Linked DNA regions of Zea mays: region 1 is linked to region 2. Evidence: chromatin contacts called from public Hi-C data. All regions are on one chromosome and are shown on one strand. The core of a region is the stretch at or near the end of the contact, and the rest is flanking DNA. Distances in the headings are between cores, read along the strand shown.

What was found. Hi-C and Micro-C count contacts between places; a contact is called where the count stands out from the background.
Region 1: a contact with region 2 is called in a Hi-C map of leaf, with 2.7 times the contacts expected there. The contact joins two enhancer-like sites. A contact is called at or near these places in 4 of 25 Hi-C or Micro-C datasets (leaf and leaf mesophyll).

The regions. Positions count from the first base shown.
Region 1 is chr3:161,731,792-161,738,153 of Zm-B73-REFERENCE-NAM-5.0, reverse strand. No RefSeq gene overlaps it. Among protein-coding and RNA genes, the nearest start is that of LOC103650839, 61 kb to the left of the region's middle. Within about 2 kb of position 4,288, at least 15 of the 20 cell types and tissues checked have an H3K27ac peak or open chromatin away from gene starts, as enhancers often do. A contact at or near this core is called in leaf and leaf mesophyll, where this site is marked.
Region 2 is chr3:161,582,729-161,589,037 of Zm-B73-REFERENCE-NAM-5.0, reverse strand. LOC103650833 (squamosa promoter-binding-like protein 2) reads left to right here and starts at 5,120. Exons shown (of 3, transcript XM_008676419.2): 1 at 5,120-6,309. Within about 2 kb of position 1,802, at least 14 of the 20 cell types and tissues checked have an H3K27ac peak or open chromatin away from gene starts, as enhancers often do. A contact at or near this core is called in leaf and leaf mesophyll, where this site is marked.

The sequences.
Region 1 (6,362 bases), core at 3,039-5,538, 150 kb before region 2:
CCTCGTTTGTATAATCTTGCAAGGAGGAAGAATTCAACTGTTGCCTTTGTCTTCTCCACAGTACCCTTAAACATATCATTCCGTAGGGGATTGGTGCACCAGTTGAGGGCTCAATGGTTTCAACTAGTGACGTTGGTGGCGTATACCAATTTGACTACTAACAGGGATTCATTCAGATGGGACCTCACTGCCAATGGGTTGTTCTCTGTTCAGTCCCTGTATCAGGCAATTCTTAACAATGGGGCGGTTAGGGATAACAAGGACCTTTGGAAGCTTAAGATACCTCTGAAAATAAAAGTTTTTATGTGGTACCTCAAAAGAGGTGTAACTTTAACAAAGGATAACTTGGCCAGGAGGAATTGGCCTGGTAATCAGACCTGTTGCTTTTGTAGCAGACTGGAGACAATAAATCACCTGTTTTTCAGGTGTACTTATGCGTCTTTCATCTGGCGTTTGGTTCAGATAAGCACAGGGTTGAGACCACCTCGGGATGCAAACGATTTGTTTGGGGACTGGGCAAGGGTGCTATCAGTCAAATCACGTCGTTTACTACTAACTGCAGCATCTGCAATTTGCTGGGCTATTTGGTTAAGCAGGAATGATGTGACTTTCAATAAATCTTCTCCTAAATCTTGTCTGCAGGTAACCTTCAGGGCAACATATTGGTGTCGCTTCTGGGCACAGCTACAGCTTAAGATGGAGGACCAAGAGTTAATAAAATCTTCATGTCGCAAGATGGAGATGGTGCTACTAAAGTTTTTTCGCAATTTCGGATGGGGAGCTGCTTGGCGATTAACGTTGTAGTACCTTTGGTCTTGTCATAGGTGGTCTTGGGTGCAGTCATGTGTTTTGTCAAGGCAGTAAGCTGCCTTCAGTTGTAAACGTTGGCCGTAGCCTCTCTAGAGGTCAAGGTCGGACTATGTTTCCATTATCAAAAAAAAATGTGAACAATCTATCCATATTCACTATCCATAATTATCTTTTATGGACCTAATGCTATGTATACTTTAAAATATGTTTATGTATTTTTGTGTACAATTTTTATTTTATATATAATGAAATTTACAATTTATACTCTAAATTAGACTTAGTGTGGTGCCTCGCGAGCCTGAGTCGAGTCTGATCTTCGAGCTCGCAATGCGACCGAGCCGACTCGGCCTAGCTCTTTTCTGAAAATTGATAAATTTCTGGTAGCCATGATAATTTTTTATGGATGATACACGACCATAAAAAATAAATCAGTTATTTTTCTGCAGCCATGTATTAGCTGTCGAAAATAAGGATGTGTTTGGTTTGTATTTTGGCTTTGGATTTCGCTTTTGCCCCTAAAATCCAAAAACGAAACCAAAGGACTCGATAAAGGAAGTAGCTTTTTTTTCTTAAAAAATCGACTTTCTCGCAGAGTAAAACTGAAAACACCGTTGGACCTTTTTAGCAGTTTTCGGATGGAACTGTGAAAATATTTATGGAAAAACTTTTAGTGGTTTTTAGTGGCTTCTACCAAACGGTTTTTAGTGGCTTCCACCAAACGATTTCTATATTTTTTACACCTCACAACTCACATCAGTTTTTTTACAGCTCACAACACACAACAACTTTTTTCACAGCCACAACCCAACCAAACAGACCCTAAGTTACTTGTTTTCGATGGCCAGAGAAAGCCACCAACATTTTACATATACAGGGGCGCGTCCAACCTTCTTCCTTGCTATTTCTTCTTCCTTGCGCGTCTTCCCTCCGCGCTTCTGTAATTTGTGGCTGCCGCCTCCCACCCTCCATCGCCCTGCCACTTTCGACATCTCCCCACCCATATCGGTTGCGCTCGCACACCGTCTGGTCCCTAACCACCGAAAATAACTTGACTATTTTCGATAGCCATACACAATGGCCAAAAACAACCATTTGTAGGGTTGTTTTTGGCGATTGTCCTTTGACCACCAAAAATAATACTTGATTTCAACGCCCAACTTCCGACGAGATGTTACCATCGAAGATAACACTCAAGCCGACAAAAATAGGATACTTTTGAAATGAAAAGTTTATTTTTGACGCCCTATAACCACATGTATTGTATAACCTACACCTATATAACCCACCAGTTTAAACTTTTCAAAACTCACCCTAAATCACCCCACACCTATAACCTCCCCAAATTCCAGCAAACAAATTGCACCCACACATGATACACCCCAAAACCAATGGTTTAGATCAATTGATTGATAACCCTCGTCCCTCCTACTCAAATCCAATTGCCAATATTATTTGAATCATCATTCCCCCATCCATCACACACATAGTAACCCTATGCCTCCTCCTCCCCCTCACTCTCATTGCTGGCCCCTCCCTCGTGCCGCCGGGCCCTCTCCCTCCCCAGGACCGTTGCGTTAGCACGAACGTGTAGACTAGTAGTATCAAGTTTGTATCATAATAGTTAAAAAGTTAGTTGGGCAAATTACTAGTTAAAATTTGTAAAGTTGATGTTTGAAAACAAATATATGTTTGGTCCAGGAATACGACAAGCTTGTAAAAAAAGAAAGAAAAAGTACCGCATAGCTTAAGATAGAACAACTAAACCGATGGTACTAATATGTAACTCTAGTAGATAAATGACGACACAATGCCTTGTAAATTACTAACTAGTCGGTTACCCGTGCGTTGCGACGGCTCACAACAATACCCACGTAAATTATCTACAAAAAGATCTCAAGATTTTTTATTGATTGTCACCGATTTTCACATATAATATTTTTTATGAATGCACGGGTACCGTAGGCAACAAATTAGAGACCCTCATCCATCGCCTCACTTCCAAGGTTTCGTAGAGAAGGAGGGGAAGGGAAGAGGCGGACATACCTGTTCGTTGTCGGAGAAAGACACGACAAAGACCTGAGCATATGGAGACGACATAGGTAGTATACCGCTAGATATATAGGGAGAGAGCACACAAGTGGAGAAATAAGCCCAGCTGGAGCAGCTCCAAACCGAGCGGCACCCGCACCATGCATTTGTCTGAGAAGGGCGAGAGAATGCGAGTGTCTTTCTAGTTCTGGACCCGCCGAAGCGACACAACACCACCACCAACTCCGTAGCATATGTCGACTGCTGCCACGCTACGGGCCTTGGTTATCCAATATCTCAGACCTAGACTCCTCATCGCCAAGATAACCTAAGAAAGGCAAGCGCCACCATGTCCTCCTCGACGGCACGCACGGAGAAAGGCCAGGAGCATGACCGACTCGCCCCGTACCCGCATCGACGAGCGTCGGTTGGCTCGCGGCTGCGACCGTGGGCGAGGGCAGCAGGTTGGGGAGGAAGAACATCGTGAACGCCGGGAAGACGAACGGGACGTCCGACAAAGGCGAAAACGATGATGCACACATGATGTGAAATGTCCTCGTTGACGTGCAATAGCCACTACGCGAGTCGGTGTCGGGGCTGGTGTCAGACGAATACGGAGAGGAGGCGCTTGCTCCTATGCCCTCTCCCGAGAATGGGGTGACGCGAAGGTGGAGGCATGGGGGGAGAGAGAAAAGAAGTAGAATGACGAACGAGGTGGTGGCAACTGAGGCGAGGACCATTATTATCGTGCGGAGATATAGATGGCCAAATGGTCCGTGTCTGGTGAGCTGGCCCGAGGCACGACCCATTTAATAGTGCCTGGGCCAACCCGGCACGACCCCGTGCGGTGCTTGGGTCGTAGCCTCGACCCGTAGTGTTGTCCTGGCCCAGTACAATTATTTTTTATTTTACACAAAACCATATATACATATGTACAATTTATATTCAATATTATAAACACCCGAACATTAGGGTGTGTATTCAAACCTCACCTCCCTAATTTAGAAGAAACGTAGAGACTTTTTTGTAAAAAGCTGACGTAGGACGACCGTTGAAACTGGTGCTTTAAGTATAGTAGAGAGTAGAGATTTCTACTCCACTCTTTTTACTTTAAAAAACTGACACTAAGTTATTTATATCGACCAAATATTTTTAAGTTTGACTATATTTATAGAAAAAATCAACAATATTTATATCTCTAAATAAATTTATTATAAAAATAAGTTTAATGATCTATTTAATGATATATACATATATAGTTAAAGTTAAAATTATTTGATTTACGAAGGAACGAGAATGACGTCTATTTTGGAACGGTGTGACCAGTTACATTGCACTTGCACGCTTGCATGGTGTGTGTGGTGCCACCGTTGTTGGCATTGAATGGTCCTTATTAGCTTCATCTACACTACTTGTCGGAGGCGGCCAATTAGTGTTTTATTCTCATTAATAATCACGTGGCAGTGCCTGTATAGTAGTATCCTAGGACTAGGATGGATCGGTACGCATGTGTCTGCGGACCCCGTGGCAGCCGCAGGAACAAATCATCAAGCTGCAAGCCACAAAGTGGTTCCGTAGCAAATGGACCACATACTGTCTCTACGTCCCTCGCTGAATGAGCCTATGTTTACGCCTTTTTATTCACCTAGCTATTCTATTTAAACAAGTTTTGGTAAAAATCTTTACTATACTTAAAACATCAGTTTCAACGATCATCCTGCGTTATCTTTTTTTTAAAAATCCATTCCAAATCAATATAAAATGTTAAAAAAGCAGTGCAGGAGGTGGAGTTTGAAACCACACCCTGATGTAAAAAGGGTGGGAGACACTGGGCAAATCTATCTAACTAGTATAACACAATACTCAGATGATTATAATATTAAATATAAATTGTACATATGTATATATAATTTTTATAAAATAAAAAAATAATCGTGCTGGGCCGGGCCAGCACAACGGGCCGAGGCTAAGGCCCAAGCACCGCACGACGCTCGTGCGGATTGACCCAGACACTATTAAATGGGTCGTGCCTCGGGCCGGCTTGCCAGACATGGCGCATTTGACCATCTATACCTCCGCACGATAATGATGGTCCTCGCCTCAATTGCCACCACCTCGTTCACCATTCTACTTCTTTTCTCTCTCCCCTCATCCTCCACGTTCGCGCCACCCCATTCTCGGCAGAGGGTGTAGGAGCAGGCGCCCCCTCCCCGTATTCGTCCGACACCAGCCCCGACACCGACTCACCTAGTGGCAATTGCACGTCCACGAGAACGTTTCACATCATGCGTGCATCATCGTTTTCGTCTCATTCGTCTTTCTGGCCTTCGCGCTGTTCTTCCTCCCCAACCTGCTGCCCCTACCCACGGTCGCAGCCGCAAGCCGACTGACGCTCGTTGACGCGGGTACGGGGCGAGTCGATCATGCTCCTGAACTTTCTCCGTGTGTACCGTTGAGAAGGACATGGTGACGCCTGCCACGCTTAGGTTATCTTGGCAATGAGAAGTCCAAGTCTGAGATATTGGACAACCGAGGCCCATAGCGTGGCAGCAGTCGGCATATGCTACGGAGTTGATAATTGTGTTGTGTCTCTTCGGTGGGTCGAGGGCTAGGAAGAAACTCGCATTCTCTCGCCCTTCTCGGACTGACGCCTGGTGCGGGTGCCTCTCGGTTTGGAGTTGCTCCGGCCGGGCTTCTTTCTCCGCTTGGGTGCTCTCTCCCTATATATCTAGCGGTATACTACCTATGTTGTCTCCAGATGTCCAGGTATTCGTCGTGTCCTTCTTCAGCAACGAACAGGTATGTCCATCTCTTCCCTTCCCCTCCTACTCTACGAAACCTTGGAAGTGGGGAGGCGAGGGATGGGGGTCTCTGATTTGCTGCCTACGATACCCGTGCGTTCATAAAAAATATTATGTGAAAAACGGAGACAATCAATAAAAAATCTTGAGATCTTTTTTGTGATAATTTACGTGGGTATTGTTGTGAGCCGTCGCAACGCACGGGTAACTGACTAGTATAGGTGTACATTTGTGTTGTGTGTAATAAGTCGGTCCAAAGCACACAATTCTAGGCACGGCCTAGGCCTGTCACAGTCCAATCTAATTGTGGCCCTTGACCGGCACGACCCAATATGTGGGCCGTGCTTGGCCTCAAGTCAAGCCCACGAGCCGGCTTGACACAACTCATTTAACTAAGGCCCATTGAAGCCTACTAAATATAGACTCGATATTTAACTAAAGCCCATCAAAGCCTACATGACCAGCACAACTTGGAGAATCCAGAGCTTCAACAGACCTTCGAGAACTAGTTATGATGATCATTGTATATGTATTCTGTATGGTTGTATAGTACTCAATTAAACACTGAACAAAGAATTGAATATTAATTCTGAGCTAGTTGTACTCTTTTTTCTTTCTGACCAAATGTTTTTAATGTGGCAAACACAAAACATTTTAGTTTTATTGTGATTATATATATATATATATATATATATATATATATATATAGGGACGAGGTAATGG
Region 2 (6,309 bases), core at 553-3,052:
ATACCGTGGTGGAGGAGAAAACCGTGAAGTGTTCGCCTGCCCTCCTAAAGTCGTAGGCTATCCTATTTATAGCCTTAGGAGGGGCTGTCCGGAGTACTGGAGTTGGCCATGCACTGTGAGGAAATGTCATCATGGTCTTGTAGACGATATGGTCTGCAGTATGGCTTTGTACTTGTTGCTGACTTGTGCTCGCTTGATTTCTGCTGAGAGCTGAGGCCAGAGCCGAGGGCTCGGTCACGCACCCGAGCCCTCCTGGCGAGGGATTTGTCCATACCGTAGTGGTTGACACATTACTAAGTATGGTAAAAAATCATGCTCTGTAGTGTCTGATAATGTTAGGCACCTTTCCGTTGCAGATATTGAGGTTAGAAACACTAGTAGAAAAGAGCTCTAAGCTGACAAGGTTTAAGTGAAACTTATAAAATTTTGACTAGCATTGACTATTTTGTTATGTAGTTTTAAAACCAATATTTATATGCACTGATTTGTCTTAAAAAGTAATTTTATAACTAATATTTAAAACCAATACTGTTTTATAACAAATATTTGTTTTAAAAACTAATATTTAAAACCAATAACGTTTTGAGCAAGGCATAAGTCTGCCCGAGGTCGCGACCGAACCCGCTCTAGGATTTTGAAGATGTGTGTCATAGTTGAAGGAGTGGCCTCTTGTGGGATTCACAGGGAGCAGGTAGCCGAAGCCGGGCTCGGGTGATGCGGAGTTTGACCCGAGATCGAGCTCTACTTCGAACGAGACAGAGTTTGCGACCAAGGGCTAGCCTGTACCCTTGTCGTATTGTATGTCCCGTCAGGAGTTGGCAGATGGCGTGCAGGAATAGTGTTTGCATGCATAATCATAGTTGGTGAATCTTTGACAAGTCTACGATCTTGTTACTCATGTACACATGTAACCCTGTGTAGATTAGGTAAGCATATTGATTGCTGCTATTCCCGGTGAACTTTGGTTGAGTCTTGTTCCAGATTTGTCTCCTTACCGGAGGCGGATAAGAAAGAAGAGGCGGAAGAGATGGAATAGGAAATAATGAAGAAGAACAAAACTTTTTTTTTCTGTTTTTGTTGTCGGCCAAAAAAAAACTTTGGACCGTATTGGTGCTTAGTGTTTGGTTACGGAGTATGCATGGGAGACAGGGCTTTGAGTTGATTTCATGTATGACATAGTATGGCATAGTGACTAAAAAAATGCTTAGAGCTAGTTTGGTAACACTATTTTTTTTAAGAATTTTTATTTTCTAAAGTAAATTAGTTCATCTTCTGTTGAAAAAATGGAAATCTCATAGAAAAAATGGAGTTTTTAAACTAGTCCTTAGATGCTGAATTATTTGCCTCAGTAAAATCTACCGGACGGCATGGAGCCGACTATGCGTACACGTCACGTATATGCCGGCCGGTATACGCCAATAATCCATGCATGCGACGTCATAGCCGTCGTGGAACTGAGCTGTATATACGTGACCCCTGTCTGGTGGGTGTGTGTGTGCATGCATGCATGCATGGCGACTAGCTATCCCGGCAAGATAGGTCCCCGGCCCCTTGGATCGGCCGTGCCGGCCGGCACAGGCGCGCTTACGGACTGACAGCGGAGGACGGCCGGAACCGACGGCCCTTCCGTCCGGCCTACCTAGCCGCGCACCAACCGCAACGGCCGCCGGGAGGACCACGCTGGGGGGCTAGCTAGCTAGTTCCGCCATGGGCGCGCGCGGCCGCCCTGCACCACTTGGCGCGGTCAGATGAGAAGAGAACAGAGTGTGAACAGTGGACTATGCGCGGCGAGCGAGGGCGCCACCGGACCGGAGGGGAAGCCACACGCACGCATGCAGCCCGCGGACCGCGGTACACGCGCGCGCGCATTCATGCATGCCGCGGTGCATGGCTTTCCGGGCGTGACCGCGTTGCGAGAACACTGTTGCCGTGCTGACCACCACACACCACACGCACGTTGCCCTCCTGCATTGTGAGATGCTCGCACGCATTACTACCGCCTCCGTTAGAAAACAAAATGTACACTGTTAAACATATTCTGTCACTAGTCTAATGGCATGTCTACTATATGGATGGTTCTTATTGGTATTTTTTATTATTTATAAGATTTGAAGCATGTTTATTTCTACTAGTATGCGCTTGAACTGCATGCGTGGGCGACCACGACCACGACCGGCCAAACGAGGCAATGGATGGGACTCGCTCACTCGCTGACTTGACCAATCGTAGCCGGCGGGCCGGCCGGCCGGCCCGGGTGGCAGTGGCAGAGCGATCGCCATCATGCATCAGGGCTACTACTAGAGCTGCAGACTGCGACGCCGCAGCGATCCATATCCATGCATGCTGCGCGAAGACAGAGGGTGCAACACCACACGACACGACACCCATGATGGCGGCAGCGGCACCGCGCGACAGACAGACAAGCCGAAGCCGGCGAGGAAACCCAAGCACGCAAGGCAGCAGGATCGATCGGTCAATGCAGTGTCGCTGCAAGTCGTTGCTGCGTTTCAAATGTGCTAGCTGCAGCTGCATGCAGCCGTTCGATTCGGGGGTTCCGTTCCACTGTATAACGGTCAAAGACTCGAAGGGAAGGCCGCACGCCATGTTAGGCAAAGCAAATTGTTGCCTCATGCCTGCCAGCAGATCCTACTACTCTATTGTAGTACGTACGTACAAAGTAGTAGCACCTCTCTACGTACGCTCGTGCAAAGTAGAATCTACAGTGCGTGCGTGCGTGCGTCGTCTTCATGATTGAACTGTGCCTCCAGCACGCAGTGCATTGCAGTTACCCCGTGGTAAGTTCGTTCGCTGTAGAACGTAGTACTCGAACACTCGGTAATATAACTTGCTGTGGCGCAGGCAGCGTACGTATAGCGGCAGACAGACCAGTTTCATCAGAACCCCATGCCCATGGTGGTGGCGCATCCACATCTCTGACATATGGCTCTTGCTACGCTACGCTGGCTACTGTACCGTGTCCCTCCCTCTGCAATGCCTGCGGTACTTGTCCTGTGAGTCAGTCACTGTAATCTCAAAGCCACAGCCAGCCAGCCACCCAGCCAGGCAGGCTCACGTCTCAGATCCTCTTCTCTGATTCTTTTCTTCTCACGAGGCTGCAAAATCTCTGCCTTGCTTTTGGTTAACACAGGTGCTCCTGGATCAGGCCCTTGTTTCTAACAAAAATACAAAAAAAAAAACACCACTAACAAGTTTGCTGGTCTGTCAAGATGGCTCCATATACTCCAACAAGTACCTCTAAAGGATCATGTACCCTAAATTTAAAGGATAAGGTTATCATCTACTCTTTTCAGCAACGTACTCTAAACGGTCGTTTAAATTTAGAGAACGCTGATGAATCCTCTATATATAGAGTTTCTCTAAACAGTTCTCTATTCATTTGAATACTTTAAACAACCGGTTTAGCAAAACTAAAATATGTACAATACATTTAAGAATATGACAAATACGTATGTACAAAATTAAAAATTAAAAATATCTCTAATATAGGTATTTATGTATATAAGACGTGATTTGAAGGATGTTGTTGGAGATGAAGAAAATATAGAAATAAAATTTTTTAGAGAAGACTATAAATGAGAGATATAATAGATGAATATAAAAAACTATTGCTGGAGACGGTCTTAACCGGAGGAATCGCTCCTGGCTGGCTGCAAACCACGGACCCTCGCCACCAAGGCAGCACCTACGTGTTGGTGAGCGGGCCGGCCAAAGATAGAAAGATAGATAACCACGTTCTGTCCCTGTGCCTCTCTCAGAACAGTACGCGCGCGACTCTTTTTTTCTTGACCATTGGTCAGCGTGTGAAAACTAGGAACCAAACAGTACGGCATCGCATCACTACTACGACTAGAGCTAATCAAGACTTGGGAACTTGGACCTCACGTAGTTCCATAGCTGCATCGGCGGCAGCGGAGATAAAAATAATAATAATCCTCGTCAGGGGAATAAAACTATGCTCTTAATTACAGTCCTCTCCCTGCTGAGCAAATTGAAAAGAAAGGCGTAGATACAATACACTTTGCTTCGCTAGAGGGACCACGTCGTCAACCCAACACAAAGGAGCTAGGTAGAGAGAAGTCGACCATGCACACAGCACATTCTTCACACCAAGGTGCTTTAAGAATATATGTTACTTTTTTTTCGGTCGAGGCTGTAAACAAAGCCGTCCGCTAGCTGCTCACAACTAGGAGTATATGATATCGGTTTGTTTCTGTTCCATGAAAGCCAATTCGCCGGTTCCGCTTATTTTATGTAAGCGCGGAACCTGTATTGTACTCTTATCGCTACAAAAGGTGAAAAAATATATATGGATGTTCAGTACATGTCGAGGCGAATCTCGGAAATACTATCGTATTCGCGATGCGTGGTACCAATGCTTCTCGCACTCTTGACGCCGTTTTTAACAATTCTATTATATGCTTCAATCTATACCGACTTCTACTGTATTTATAGTGTCTTGTCTTTGTGGATTGTAGCTGTAACGGTCCAAACAGATAGCTTTAGTCTGATCAAGGAAGAAAATGAAAAACACATGCTAAAATGTTTAAACCTTAGAATCTACTAAGGGTAGCACAGCAAAGGAAGGAGAAGTGCTAGGAAAGAAAGGCTCTACGGACTACGTAGATTGTCTATCATATCAAGCTCTACGTGAGTGTGACAGTGACAAAAGGGAAAGAAAAATACATGCTCAGATGTTCAGACCTCAGGACCCAAGAATAGCACAGCAAAAAAAAAAAAAAAGAAGGAGGAGACGCCCTAGAAAAGAAAGGCTCTATCTACCGTGGATGTGGGCATATAAGCTCATGCATCTCATGACACGCGCTTTTGGGAGTGCATGGAGCAATATTGGATGATGCCGTGGTGCGCTCTGGCTGTGGTCTGTGAAACATGACCATGTCAGCTGGGACGAGGCAGCATGGCACAGTAGCACACAGCAGCGGCAGCGGCAGCACAGCACAGAACACAAAAACGCAGTAGGGAAAAGAAAGAAGAAGACAGGAGAAAAAGCTGCTCCTCCTGCCCCTGCGCCTGCCTAACCTCCCCTCTCCTCCCTTTTTTCCATTGCTCCTCCATGTAAATCCAGCTCTTTCCCAACTTTTGTACTTTTCCCCCCCCTGCCCTCCACCTCCACTCCACCCCCGCTACAAAAGGTGAGAGGGAGGAGGAGCCTCTGCACTTAAGTTTTATTAGTCCTTCTCATCAGCCATCAGAGCCCCTCTATCTCCGGGTTTCTGTTAACGAGTATTGTATTTTAATTAGGAGGGAGTGGTTCAGCTGGTGCGCGCAGTGGTAGCTCTCCTCATCTTTGCCGCCTTGCCCATTTGCTGGCGCAGTGACTGAGCTTCCTTGCAACCCCACTTGAGAAGAAACCAATCCTCAAGCGCAAGGAGGCAAGGCAAAGCCTACTCATAGGGGCTGCCGAGCTGAAGGAGCAAACCGGAGGAAAAGGCAGTAGTAGCTAGCTAGCAGCAACCACCAAAGAAGGGAGAATCCTCCACCTTGCTCTTGGTGGATGTTCTTCACTGCATTGCCTTCAGCCACTCCGTCCTCCGCTTGCTTCTTGTTCGAGAGTGGTACCTGCTGCTGCTTCTTCTTCTTCCCTTTTTATCTCTGAAATCTTTTGCCACACATCCATCTGCTTGCTGCTGTGTGTCTGTCTGTCTGTCTGATTCCTTATTTCCTTCTCCTTCTCCCTCTCCCACCTACCCTCCCCAACCACACATCACACCCACACACTGTATGTTTACTGCCATTGGTAAGAAAATAAAGAAGGGGGGAGTCGAGTGAGCAGTGGGAGGTGCCCCCAGCTCGCCTCTCGGGTCTCGGCAATTATTGCCACCTTTGGAGTTTGGAGTCCTCCAATAGGAGTCTCCTCCGTCGTCGTCCTGTTCCTGTGCTGTCTGCAACCACTGGCACTGCCCCGCCCCCTTCCCTCCTCTTCCTTGCCTTCCCTCGCCTCGTCCGCCTTTTTCTCGGAGGAGAGGAGGTGCTTGCTTCCATCCATCCATCCGTGTCCTCCGCTCGCTTTAAAGCTTAACCCACCGCTCTGCCCGGCGGGCGGCCGAGCACCCAAGAACCCAGCCCCTTGTCTCGTCCCTTCCTTTCTTGCCGCTCCCGCCCGCTGCTCTTGGATTCTTTAATTGCATGCTGTTGCTGTTGCTGCCGCCGCCGCCGCCGCCGCTGTGATCTCTCTCTCTCTTTCCCGTCCTCCAAAGCTTTTTGGTTGCCATCAACTTTGCTTTTGCTCTCTGGGCGAGCAGTACACAGCTGTTGTTCCGTCTCCAACGG